3 separate regions of the Drosophila melanogaster genome follow, and regions 2 and 3 are each linked to region 1. Evidence: chromatin contacts called from public Hi-C data. All regions are on one chromosome and are shown on one strand. The core of a region is the stretch at or near the end of the contact, and the rest is flanking DNA. Distances in the headings are between cores, read along the strand shown. Region 1 overlaps ds (dachsous). Region 2 holds the start of lncRNA:CR44614 (long non-coding RNA:CR44614). Region 3 holds the start of Pph13 (PvuII-PstI homology 13).

Evidence for each region. A called contact is a pair of places that touch in the nucleus more often than the background predicts.
Region 2: a Hi-C map of the Kc167 cell line shows a contact between it and region 1, with 2.5 times the contacts expected there. The contact joins the promoter of lncRNA:CR44614 here to the enhancer-like site in region 1. A contact is called at or near these places in 8 of 107 Hi-C or Micro-C datasets (the Clone 8 cell line, the Kc167 cell line, the OSC cell line and 3 more) and 1 of 6 datasets of contacts at active chromatin or transcription factors (the Kc167 cell line).
Region 3: a Hi-C map of the Kc167 cell line shows a contact between it and region 1, with 3 times the contacts expected there. The contact joins the promoter of Pph13 here to the enhancer-like site in region 1. A contact is called at or near these places in 6 of 107 Hi-C or Micro-C datasets (the Clone 8 cell line, the Kc167 cell line and the S2 cell line) and 2 of 6 datasets of contacts at active chromatin or transcription factors (both in the Kc167 cell line).

What each region holds. Positions count from the first base shown.
Region 1 is chr2L:681,061-685,455 of dm6, reverse strand. All of the region lies in intron 2 of ds (dachsous), which reads left to right. Among named protein-coding and RNA genes, the nearest start is that of lncRNA:CR44988, 27 kb to the left of the region's middle. Within about 2 kb of position 2,690, at least 20 of the 39 cell types and tissues checked have an H3K27ac peak or open chromatin away from gene starts, as enhancers often do. A contact at or near this core is called in the Kc167 cell line, the OSC cell line, the S2 cell line and 2 more, where this site is marked.
Region 2 is chr2L:771,070-775,248 of dm6, reverse strand. lncRNA:CR44614 (long non-coding RNA:CR44614) reads right to left here and starts at 2,735. Exons shown (of 1, transcript NR_124008.1): 1 at 2,156-2,735. CG12506 reads right to left here and starts at 1,702. Exons shown (of 1, transcript NM_134697.2): 1 at 1,232-1,702. The coding sequence starts at 1,654. The coding sequence ends at 1,331.
Region 3 is chr2L:575,858-579,997 of dm6, reverse strand. Pph13 (PvuII-PstI homology 13) reads right to left here and starts at 2,512. Exons shown (of 3, transcript NM_057982.4): 1 at 1,965-2,512; 2 at 1,578-1,843; 3 at 449-1,514. The coding sequence starts at 2,005. The coding sequence ends at 748. It overlaps Ptth (Prothoracicotropic hormone), which reads left to right and starts at 3,102. Exons shown (of 3, transcript NM_001298621.1): 1 at 3,102-3,484; 2 at 3,594-3,917; 3 at 3,976-4,140. The coding sequence starts at 3,398.

The sequences.
Region 1 (4,395 bases), core at 1,441-3,940:
TGGGGAGACAGAAAAGCAGAGCAGAAGAGATCGCTCGAGTTGGTTATTAAACTCGCATATTTCTAATAATTTGCTCTGTCCGTTGGTCTGAGCTTTTTCTGCTGCTGCTGCTTCTGCTGCTGCCATCGTTTTCTTGCAGACATTTCCTCTATTTATCAGAAACGCATAAATTTCTAAAATATTTCTTCTTCTTCGGCGGCAACCACGACAACGAACAAGCGCGAGCAACAACACGATGCAGCCGATGATGGCCAAGAAGAAGCATAAGATGGCCAAGAAAATTCTGCAGCACACGTGCACAGTGGGCAGGATCGAGAGTGAGAGGGCAAGTACAGAGCAGAGCAGCAAGTCGTGGATGGGGATCGATCCAAGAATGCAGTGAGAAAAGTTAAGAACATAGGTTTAGATCTCTGGCTTCAGCTTCAGCTTTACTCACAGATATTAATATCTTTTCTCAATATTAATATATTGCAACTTTAAGATCTAAGGAATAGGTTGTACCAATTAAGCTCTTTTCTACACAGCTCTTAAAATTCTCTCAGTGTGCTGTAAGAATGTGACCATAATTTCTTTATTGTTAAATAAAGTAATAGAACATTGCAAATTATCTTCTCGCGTCGCTTAATTTAATGAAAATTGCTAGTTACTTTGCCACTGTTTTAGAGAAAAGCCACTTCCTGTCATTAGTTTATTATTTGCCATTTGTTTGTTTTTCGCTCAGTGCCCTTGCAGTTCTTGAATCTAGCATTTCATTTCAACACCAAACGTAAATTTGTACTTCCTCTAAGGAGTCAGCATGATGTTACTGTTGTTACCCTCCCCTGTCTTCTCGCCTTTCGGCTCACCACGCTGAAAGGAGATTTATGTTCATTATAGATTATTTCTGTCTGATGATGTTAATTTTGTTGCATTTCTCGCATTTGCTTGCAGCTCTGCCCCTCCGCCACTTTCGCCTCCTTCAGCTGTTCTTTGGTGCGGTTCGCATGTGTTGCTTACCGTTGCCTACCAGCCAAAGGAAATACCTGCCCAGGTGGGGCCGAAAAAGAGAAAGGGGGGCCGAGCTGGGAAGAGGTGAGTTCAGCTGGCGCTGATCATAAATGTTGTACATTGTGGTGCCTGGTGCATGGTGTTGGTGTTGTTGCTGTTGATGGCGTTGCATGGTCAGCGTTTGATTTGTTGCGCGCACGCCTTGGCAACATTGTTGCCACAGAAGAGCAAAAGAACCCAGCCGAACGAATGTCGAATGTTGCCCGAGATCAAACGCAGAGCATTGGGGCATGTGGCATTTCCGTGATTACGGACAGACTATGATCGGTATCAAGCGGGGTGTAAGTGTCGCCATAAAATCACCTCGATCTCGGGGATACTCAAGACGTTCAATTTTGGGATGTTACTGTATTTGAAGTCAGAGTTTGGTAGTCACATGTGTCCTCTGACAAATCCTTATACCTATACTTACTGCAGATACTTACTTATTGCATTATTACGTAGTGATCTGATTTATGCCATCTTTTATTTCAGGTAAGTCCATACACGCTGTGCGATGAATCCATACGAATTGCTTAACTAGGCGTAAGTATTGGGTGACTGTAATTCTCTGTATTCATCCTCCCCTTTGTTTTGGATTCAGCTTGTTGCCTTTGTTGCTTGTTTTGTTGGTTACATGTTGTTCTGTGGCTGCCTGTCGCCTGTCAAGACGTTTGTCAACACACAAAGCAACATGTCAAACAAATGATGTGAGCTAACGATGCCGACACGAAACACAAGAACATCAGAGCTTCAATGAGAAGCAACAGCCGCCACAGAAACAAAATCAGATCGGACCACGCCCCTTGGCAGCGAACTCCCTCGGAGAAGCAGCCATATTAGTGCCATGTTCACTCGCTGTTGTACGTCACTCAAAAGTGGTGCAGCTGGGGTCACCTCACCACCTTACCACCTTTATGCCCATTTAGGATGCATCTATAAGCTAATCCGTTTTCAGTGCCTATATGTGCCTTTATGAGGTGGCATCAAGTCGCGGGAGATTAAAACATTTTCGGACTCTATCGAGAGCAGCAACCTTATAGATTAGTCCACAGAGAAAAAAAAAAGCAGGGAACTAATGATTGATATTATAGATAATAATAATGTTTAAGTGTAATGTAGAACTCAACCTCTTCAGATCTCCGCAATAGTTAAGTGCGTAGTTTATGATTTACTCAAAAATGATTTGATATTGTCCCAAAATATTTCCGGTGCATCATATCTAGTCACCGGCTCATGCACAGCTGGTTGCACAGCTCACTTCTTGGCCAACTAGTCAACCGCTCGGAACGCATCTGTGCGTGAGCTTTTATGTGCATCTTAAATTCTACTAATGAAAACGATCGAGGAGCGGGTGAAACGGGGGGCTTCAGGAGATCCACCCGATACAGGAAGGTGGAATTCGAGCCAAAGAGGGGGAGATAGAGGTGGTGCCCTAATGGCGAGTTCCCGCTTTATGGCCGCGTTGACATTTTTATTAATGCTGGCCTTAATAACAGCAACCAGAGATCCCCCTGGAAACCCACGCCCCTCTCGCGTAGATTTATGATGGCCATAACAATGAATTAAATGTGACATCGATTGCTATCGATAGAGTTGTGGCCTGCGTTCTTTATCGCCCGCCTCAATCGATGCATATGAAAATTAAACTGGACAGCATATACACATGTGTACGTATGTACGTATCTGTGAGATCAGGATGGCGATACCGTTCTCCCGCTGCGAGGTTATGCAATCGTCTGCCTCGTATTTCAAATCGCCTGACAGCCACATTTCATCTCCACTTGAGGGAACTCCTTCCCCACTCTTGCGTCTCCTCTTTGCACTATATAATTAGCTTCATCAACGCAATAATCATGCTGTAAACAAATGCTGGGGATCGCAGGGCATTAAAACTTAAATTACCCCCAGAATGGAGAGCCAAAAAAGAAAAGGGTCTTGAAGAATGAGCCAAGTAAAGGCTTCGATATAATTATTATTTTATCCCCACAATGTAGAGAAATTCTACCTCTTATAATGAGGGGCTATTGTGCCGGCCATCCGATTCCGATTGTGTGGGTACAAATGTCTGGCCAAAAATTACAATCAAATTATGATGCGAAACGAGACAATTTCAGCTCGTAATTAGAGCCAGGGGAATTTCAGTCGCCGTCTGCGATTGTGTCCATCAATTGGAACTTCACAGTGCGACTCGAAGGTAGAATCTCTGTTTCACTTGTCTGGTCCCAGACAGCATCGGGTTTCTCGCTGGGTTTCGGAAATAACGCCAGACGACTGCGGCGAATCTAAAAAGATAACCTAACCTAGAGCTACGAAACCAAAAGTGCTCGGATCGCAGAGCTAACCGCGAAACTCACATTGTGAGCTTGCATGTAAAGCAAAACGAGACAAGTGGCTACAGAGAAGCCCCCTCCCTACCCACATCTCTATATATCTGGGTTTCCATTGGTTTGTGCCCTTAGAAGGGAATAGACGAATTGATTTTGCGCTCGGCTGCAGAAGATCAAAGCGGCCAGTGAGCATTTTCTACTTCGGATTGGGTGTCGACAGATTCAGACTCAGATAACAGACATTCTGCGGTTTGCCCAACACACATAGATGGATCGAGGGAGAGAGCTTTAGATTTTGTTTTTAGTAACATTCCATTGGAATGATTCACAGGTTTTTCGCCCAATTATTATTATTAAAGGAGAATCCCTAAACAACAACATTAGTAAAACATTTCCAGATACTTTACTTTTTTGAGTGCTTTAAGATATAAAAAGAAATAATATTTAAGTTTTCTATCAAGATGAAATACGTTAACTGTTTTATATTTCGGCTGTCCATTTTGGGCTCCCAAAGGAACGCCGCTTTTGAAATTAAGGTTACGTCCACTACGTGGCGAGTTAACTACTTTGTAGCATCTGCATCTTTAGGATCTGACCACCTGACAAACTGACAATGTTTGCCCGTTCACAGCATGCCACTTGGTCCAAGGTCCCGCTCTTCCTTGGATTCCTCAGAGCTCCTTTGCTTTTTTCTCCCAAAGTTTACGACTTACGAGTCGGCGGTAGCGCATACAATTAGAGTTTTAATTATCGTCTTTGGCTCTTTATTTCTTTTGTTGGCCGCTTCGGCGGTCCCGATTCCCCCGGCTCTCCATCTTCTTTGCGGCCGCTGTCCGTTTTTTGTCGTCAGCGGTAAAAAACTAATAATTTGCAGTAAAAAGATAACAACATTGCCAATGGAAATGCATTTCCCCCAGCCCCTGGCTTTTTCCCCAGGAGCCACACAAGTTGCTCAAAGCGTCCCATAACTTTCGGGGCGGTGTCCCCCTATTCACCCAGTAGATTCGCCGACTGCTAAGAACAGAACAAAAAGTCGGCA
Region 2 (4,179 bases), core at 1,486-3,985, 90 kb before region 1:
TGCATCTTCCGCTCCGAATCCACGCGTTCTTTAGCCCCCTGCAGATTACATTTGCTACTTTCGCAAATCTGCGTGTGTTCCTGTACTTTTGCAGTTGCTTTCATTTTTCAAAAGCGCGAATTTAGTCGGCAGCCAGTTCATGTGTGTGAGTGTGCTGGTCCTCCGCTCCTCCCCGCATTTTTCCTCCTGATGAATGGTTCATGTGTTTCACTAACCAATTTGCGCTCTGCGCTCGACGTGATTTACAGTTCCCCAGCGAGCTGTTTTGCCTGCTCCACTCGCCTCAGTTGCCCAGCTTGCCCCACTTGCTCCAGTCGCATGTGGCAGTTGGCAGTTGGCAGCTAGCTTAACCCACTGGTGGCCACAACGACAGATCACTGGATCTAGGGGAAGCCAATTGAATAATTGAATCATTGGAATGCAAATAATTGGAACCTTTTAAATTGCAAAATTGTATTGATTTGGAAAGGTTGTTTCTGACCTCTTGCAATAATGGATTTAAGAATGTATGCTGCAAAAGATATTCATTTTCCAGTGGATACTATCCATTTGATGTTCAAGTTCCTATGGATACTTTCCGGCTCAAGTGGGTTAATCGCTTATGGATCTCAGTGGGTTTAAGCCCTGCCGCAGAGTCCAGTCAATGGCGAAGCTGGCTTGAAGCGCCTTTGCACTGCACTCTGGTGTCCGCTCTGCCCGGAGTGGGAAATGCAAATCAATTGATCACTTCGCCGGTCCACGACTGATGGCCTTCCACCCACCGACCACCGCCCAGCCAGTTCCGCCCCCTAAAAAGCCACCCCCTCTGCGACCAAACACTCCAGTGCACTAAAAGTGGCCGCTTCGCTGAGCAGCGAGTGGATGAGGAAGACGACTTTGTACTGCATTTCATGAGCCACCGCATATGCGTTTTCCCCTACACTTTTCCCACTGCCGTTTGCAACTGCTGTTTGTCGCTGATTTCGGTGCGGGGAGGGGGGAACTCTTTTAGTGGCAATTTTGCGGGATGCTCGGGGAAAGGAGGTTGCATTCCTGGGATTTGCTCGAAAGTGGTTTTTAGCAGCAGCACAAAAGTGTTGCACACTTTTTGGCGTCAATTGCTGCTTCAGAATAATTCCCAGCATTTTTTGTCATATGAGCACAGGCTTAATTAAACGATTTGCAGGCATTAGCTTTAATGACTCCATGACGCTTAAAAGCGGATTTTAACCGAATTTAGCTACAACACATTAGAGTACTGATATCAATTTATTTCAAGAACTTGTATTGATAAAGGGAATGGTAAGGAACTGAGCAAGCCTGTTCGCTTTCATTAGGATCAATCTATAAGTTACGAAGAGGAAACCTCTGTGCTGCTGGATTCAGTGCTGGTAGCCTCAGTGGTCGAAGTTGTGGTACTGTTGGAGAGTTCAGTTCCATTCGGAGGCAGACCCCATGGACCGCCAGGACCACCCTGCTGCTGACCTCCCTGCTGACCTCCCTGTTGTCCTTCCTGGGATCCTTCCTGGGATCCTTCCTGGGAGCCTCCCTGCTGGCCTCCTTGCTGACCATTTTGAGATCCTCCTTGCCCACCCTGCTGTCCACCTTGTGGTCCGCCTTGAGCAGCAGCCAGGGCAATCAGGGCGAAGAGGGCAATCAGAATGAAGGAACGCATTTTCTCTCTGGCAGTTCGGCTTTGCTTAGTGGAAATTCAGGTTGTGATGCTTTTTCCAAAAGCCTAAGCCTTTTTATATTCTCTAAGACTTCATATTTTCCCACAGAAGTCCCCTCAAAAACAGCTGCTGCCCGGTTACGTCACAGAAATCATATCAAAGAAACGTATGAGGTAAATGGAAAAAACCGAAGCACAATTTGTTCTTGAAAAAGTACAAATGTTTAGCATTGACTCATTCATTTATCGTCTTTGCATTAGAAGCAGCTGCTTTAGCTTCTAGATTTTCATTTCTAGTTCTGTTTTTGATTTACTACTTTAGTTTCCATTTATTTACTATTTGCGCTCAGCGTCTTGATCTGTTTGCATATTTACAAGTTTAAATTATAAATATTGGTAATAATTCAAGCAAAGTAATTTTTTGGCAAGCTCAATTTAAAATCCTTTCAGGTAAGTTTTGAAGACAACATGGAGCCGAGCTCAGTAGCCACTCAATTATATTTTAGTTACACATCAAGAAAATATTGACTTTGAGGAGCACGTGGGCGGTGGAGCTAAGAAGAAACAGTTGATCCCTCACGGCGAGAGCGTAATAAATTAGCCAGCAATGAACTCCAGCAGCGCTGGCGTCATAAATCATCTTCGGGACTAGGATTTTGAGTCCTAATTATCGCGCTACTCACTGGGCCAAAGCCTTTTTCTTCTGCTCCATCTACCGCCAGGAGCTCCCACATCCCTCTCCGACAACCATGACGAGTCCATCCATGACCAAAGCTAATCACGAGCACTGGCCTGTGCGAAACTGAAGCCAAGCGCAAAAAATGTTGCCACGCATAAAAATTTTGTGGGCCGCAATGGAAACTGAGGCGATTATCTCGTGTTTTTTTCCCAGAAGGGGCGTGAGTGGGCGGGGCTGGGGTTGCGATGGGTAGGGCCTGGGATTGGGAAATGATGGAATGATGCCCCGACGGCACCAGCAGCCGCTCAATTATTCCTGCCTATTTATCCTGGCTTCGATTTTGTGTGTGTTTTTGCGGAGTTAAAGCGTCGAAATTGTAACTGAAAATCCGTTTAAAGACGTCTCTGGGCGGCTGATGTTGAAAAAATTTGATTTTAATTGAATTTCTCATTTTCGGCGTGGCCTATTCAGGGGTTTTGTTGAGGGCCGTGACGTTGGCAAATTCAATTTGCCGCTAAATGAGCTAAATGCGATTAAACTCGGGCAGACAGACTGCACGGCTCCCCGTCCAGTTCGCCATATTAAAGCCGAGGTCGTCGAAGCCTCTTAGCTGGGCCAAATTGTATTTTGGCCAGGACCAGCAAGACAAGACCGCCTTTGCGGCATGTGTAACATACAGTCATGGTCAAAATTATTTTCACAAAGTGCATTTTTGTGCATGGGTCACAAACAGTTGCTTGTGCAGCAAGTGGGGGGAGGTGAAATGCAAAAAAACTTTTGCTTTTGCAAATTCAAACCTATGCAGAGTCAGATGAAAGAAGAATTGAAAAAATAACTGTTCCTATGCGCAAGGAAGAGGCAAATGAAGAGATCTTTATCAGTTGTCAGAAGTATTTGCACACGGTTTCGTCGCATCACAATTATTTTCACAACGCAATTTCTTCTTCAGTGATTGGTTTAGAGTGACAAGTGCCGGTTTGTTTGCTTAAATACATTTAAATTATTGAATAAAAATTAGATTTAATCATTTTCCTATTACAGTTATTAAATAAAATGCCCAAAACAAAAGAGTTAACAGTTGAGGCCCGGGCTGGTATTGTTGCTAGGTTTAAAGCCGGTACACCTGCGGCCAAAATAGCTGAAATATATCAAATTTCGCGTAGAACTGTCTACTACTTAATAAAAAAGTTTGATACAGTTGGCACATTAAAAAATAAAAAAAGATCAGGCCGAAAACCTGTGCTGGACCAAAGGCAATGCAGGCAAATACTTGGAGTTGTGGCGAAGAATCCTAGTGCCAGTCCGGTAAAAATTGCCTTAGAATCAAAAAATACAATTGGCAAACAAGTTAGTAGTTCTACAATTCGTCGCAGGCTAAAAGAAGCTGATTTTAAGACATACGTTGTTCGCAAAACGATTGAGATCACACCAACCAACAAAACAAAACGTCTTCGATTTGCGTTGGAATATGTTAAGAAGCCTCTTGACTTTTGGTTTAATATTTTATGGACTGATGAGTGTGCATTTCAGTACCAGGGGTCATACAGCAAGCATTTTATGCATTTGAAAAATAATCAAAAGCATTTGGCAGCCCAGCCAACCAATAGATTTGGTGGGGGCACAGTCATGTTTTGGGGATGTCTTTCCTATTATGGATTCGGAGACTTGGTACCGATAGAAGGAACTTTAAATCAGAACGGATACCTTCTTATCTTAAACAACCATGCTTTTACGTCTGGAAATAGACTTTTTCCAACTACTGAATGGATTCTTCAGCAGGACAATGCTCCATGCCATAAGGGTAGGATACCAACAAAATTTTTAAACGACCTTAATCTGGCGGTTCTTC
Region 3 (4,140 bases), core at 1,263-3,762, 110 kb after region 1:
CTTAATGGAGCGTAGGAGTTGTTCGTTGAGGATGCTTAGGATCAGGAGCTACAGAAATCCTCGTTAATAGGAGTAAATGGAAATTACAGCCAACCAGTGGGCAGGTCAGGGAGGAGCGTGGAGCGGTCTTTGGTAATTGTTAAAAAGCAAAGCAAATGTTATTGCCGAACAAACAGCACTGGAAGCCGAAATCCATTCAAATCGCACAACTAGCTTGCCTCTAATCCGAGCCACAAATAAGGCGTGTGCAGAGGGTAGGGGACGTGGCAGGGGCGTAGGGGGGGGGGGTTCCTTTGTTTGGCACACACATGCGGAATCCATAGAAGCTATGGCTGAGCCTGGCCAGAAAAGGTACCCGTGCTCGTAGTCAAGGACCCGTTCCGTTCCGTTTCGTTTCGATTCGATTCGAATGTTTCGAAATTCACAAATGTACACTACGAAAAATATTCTTTTTCAACAATTCTCGTTGTTTTCAAATGTTATAAACTTACAGGTTCTCTTTATGTAAACCACTTTGCTATTTATCAAGACACATTTCCAGGACTAAAGTAATACAACTTCAGATAAACTAGTATTTAGTACTAAAATTTTTGTAAGTTAACCATCCAAATATTTGTAGTCAAGTGTGGCGACCTTGTTGGGTCTTGAACTTAGACATTAACATTGACTAGAAAACAAGAATATAACTAGAGCAGGTTTCGCACTTCAGTTTACCGCTGAGAAACTGAGAATTCGCCTAAGTTGGATTCACATGACATCGCCAGTGATGACACCACCGCCCACTGGGCCGCCCTCATGCTGGTGATGATGCAGTTGCTCCACGAGATCAGCGATTCCTTCCACGCCTATGCTCAAAGAGGGCAGCGACTTGTCCAGCACCAAAAGAGAGGGAGGCGACTTGGGCTCACCCTCTTCCATGCCAAAGGAGGACATGCCAATCCCGTCCAGGCACAGTTCATTGGATGATCCGACCAGCTGGGAGTGACCGCCGTAGGCCTGCATCTGGGACTGCTCCATGCTCAGAATGCAGTCCGCCTTGAAGCTGTCGATCGTGAACTGGTCCACGTCCACGCTGAGAAACTTCATCTCGTCGTAGGCGGAGGAGCCATCGGTCATGTCCAAACTCAATGAGGCGGCAAACTCAAGCCCCGGATGAAGCTGGGGATTGTGCTGCTCCTGCTGGTGCTGCTGCTGCTGCTGCTGGTGATGACTCGAACTCCCGGCGTGAATCGGATCGGATGCATGCTGTTGAGGCGGGTGCTGCTGGAGCTGATTGTCGGAGTCCATCTGCGGGTGTGTCTGCGCTTGCGTTTGCGGAGGATATGTGGACCACTCCATGGAGAGGCCACTGCCACCCCGCTCCAGTCCCAAGTGGTCAATGTTGAGGTTGAGAAATATATTCGGTGACAGCCTAGAGGGCGACATGGCCCCCGTGCCGTAGGAGGCCTTAAGTTCGTTATCAAGGGAGTTCGAGGATTGCGGTGGGGTGTCCGGCAATAGAGTTCCACCGCCGCCTGAAATCAATATGGGTCATTACTAGCGATGGGTTGATAGGTAACAGAGATATCCTTTCTTACCCAGCGCACTATCCAGTTGGCCCAGGACGGCGCTGTCGTCGTAGGACACGTCGAGATCCAACGCACCCTCCTTATAATCTCCGCCAAGCCCACCGATCTTCTCCTGCTTGCGCCACTTGGCCCGCCGGTTCTGGAACCACACCTGCACCCTCGCCTCCGTCAAATCGATCCTCACGGCCAGCTCCTCTCGGAAAAACACGTCCGGATAGTGTGTCCGCTGGAACGCCCTTTCCAGCTCCTGCAGTTGCAGTGTGTTAAATGTGGTTCTGCGGATCATTAGGAAAACTAGTGTTAGTGCACCTATAGCTTTAGTAGATACTTATGAAACTAGTCCAGTTTTTGGATTTATACCGCGATATATGTACATTTCGAATGTATCTGCTATACCTGTATCTCCGCTGCTTGCGCTTCATTGTGCCTTTGTCCATGCGAATCCTGAGCTTCCTGTTGGTGAACGTTGACGTTGGCGGAGTGGGTGGCGAGTAGTGGCCACTGAGGTGTGGATCCCGCTCAATCTCAATATCTCCCTCAGCGAGGATGGGGCTCTTCAAGCGCGTCGTGACATAGTCGCCGTGTGTTTTTCTATTTTTTAACGATTTTCGTCGACACTTCGAGGGCTTCGCGTCGCTGCTTCTTCTCGCTTTTCCGCTTCGACAAATTCCACGGCGGAAAAACTGCACAACAACAACGGCGAAAGCACGGATGAAGTCTTTGGAGACAGGCAGCTGCGGAGCTCAGCATAAGTCGCCCACCAGCGGAATCTGCATCTCCTCCGCTCCTGGTTTTTTATTCTGATTCCGATTCCAAGTCCCGACTTCCCTTGCTCGAACCTATGTAGCTGCTGATGGCTAAGCGATGTCAGATTGTCCAGCTGTGCATGTCCAACCTTGTGGCACGGGCACTGTTCTTGCCTCGACGACGCGAATTCGACTGAGGAGGATTTTGGATTTCCACGGGGAACAGTGACAGTGCGTGCTGTCCGTCGACAGAAGCCGTAGAAGTCGACCACAGTCCACTGGCACTCGCACACTCGCGGGCTCCCTACGAACAGGGGTATATACTATGTGCCTAAGAGGTCTGACCCGGTCTAGCCTCTTGGACAGTCGTTCTAGCCGGGCTTGTTATGCCAGTGGCGGTGCTCCTCACCCAAACTGGCCCAAGTGGGAGACATAGTGAGCTCATAATTTATGGCAACTCATGGTGCCTTCGGAGGATGTGCATAGCTGGAAAATGTTTAAGAATTCTACATAAGACTATAAACCACTATTTTTACCATTCATCTGCCTTTGCACATTATAAAAACAATATTCTTTAAACAAGACCATGAAACGGAAATGTCATCCATTTGGGGGAAATCCGACAAGTAAAATACAATCGGAATTGCATTTCCCACAGCTCCTCACTCAAAAGTATGCTATGGAAAAAGTTTCGGAGCCGTTTCGGAAACCAAAAATCCAGAAACCCACCCTGGTCAACGTTATCGATGGGAGGAGATCGGATTGCCCTTTGCCTCTGCACACATGTCTGGGTCAGTGGGCTTCTTTTGGCTACTCCCACCGCCCAAAGTTCTCCACCTCTGCCGGCACTTGAGGCCTTAAAGCCATTTCCCCCATTGAAGCATTGAAAGCAGCAGAGGAGTATAAATAGCCGAGGGACTCAACCCCATCAGCCGGGCCACTTGAGCTTGGCATGGCTTGCCATTGTTGTGGTGTCAACTGTGGAGTCCATTGTTCCATCCTGTCCAGGTGACGAACCGTAATGGATGCTGCTGCTCTCATCTCTGGCACAAAAGGTAATCCGAGAGGCGGCTTTTGTCCTAAATGGATATAAAAGTATGGCGACTCCTTGGCCAGAGCTGCAGAAGGAGTACAGCGCTGGTCAGGCACAGATCGAGCATGATGCCGTGGGTAAGTTTCATCTGGATGAGAGCCGAAAGATATAGAAACGAAATTACAAAGGAGGGCGCACAAGGATATACTCCGAACTGAATTCATTTTAAAACCCTTCCGTTCCAAGTTGCCCATTTCCATTATGGCAATGGCGCTGCTTAGCCTGACAAATAAAGGAATCGCCAGTCAGTACGCCAGCGATGAAGGTTTGGACGAGATGGTGGGTCTAAGGAGTCTGGAACACCGCGCGGAGGAGCAGCAGCCCGATCGCAGTACATCGAAAATGCTCAGTGCCCTATTCGGATTCAGTCCCAGCACTCCACATCCCACAGAGATGGCGATGGTCATGCCCCATCAGCTGCCGCCCATGTACTATAACGATTTCTATGAGGATCTGGTGACCACCAAACGCAATGATGTCCATTCCGCAGGCTGCGACTGCAAAGTTACGGTTCGTTGGGATACCATTCAGCCGCGTCAGATGTTTATAATTATTTTGTTATTCCCAGAATGAGCTCGTGGATCTGGGTGGTCTGCACTTCCCTCGCTTTCTGATGAATGCCGTTTGCGAATCGGGCGCTGGTCGGGATCTGGCCAAGTGCTCGCATGGATCCAATTGCAGGCCACTGGAATATAAGGTAAAGGTCCTGGCACAGACCTCTCAGTCCGATCAC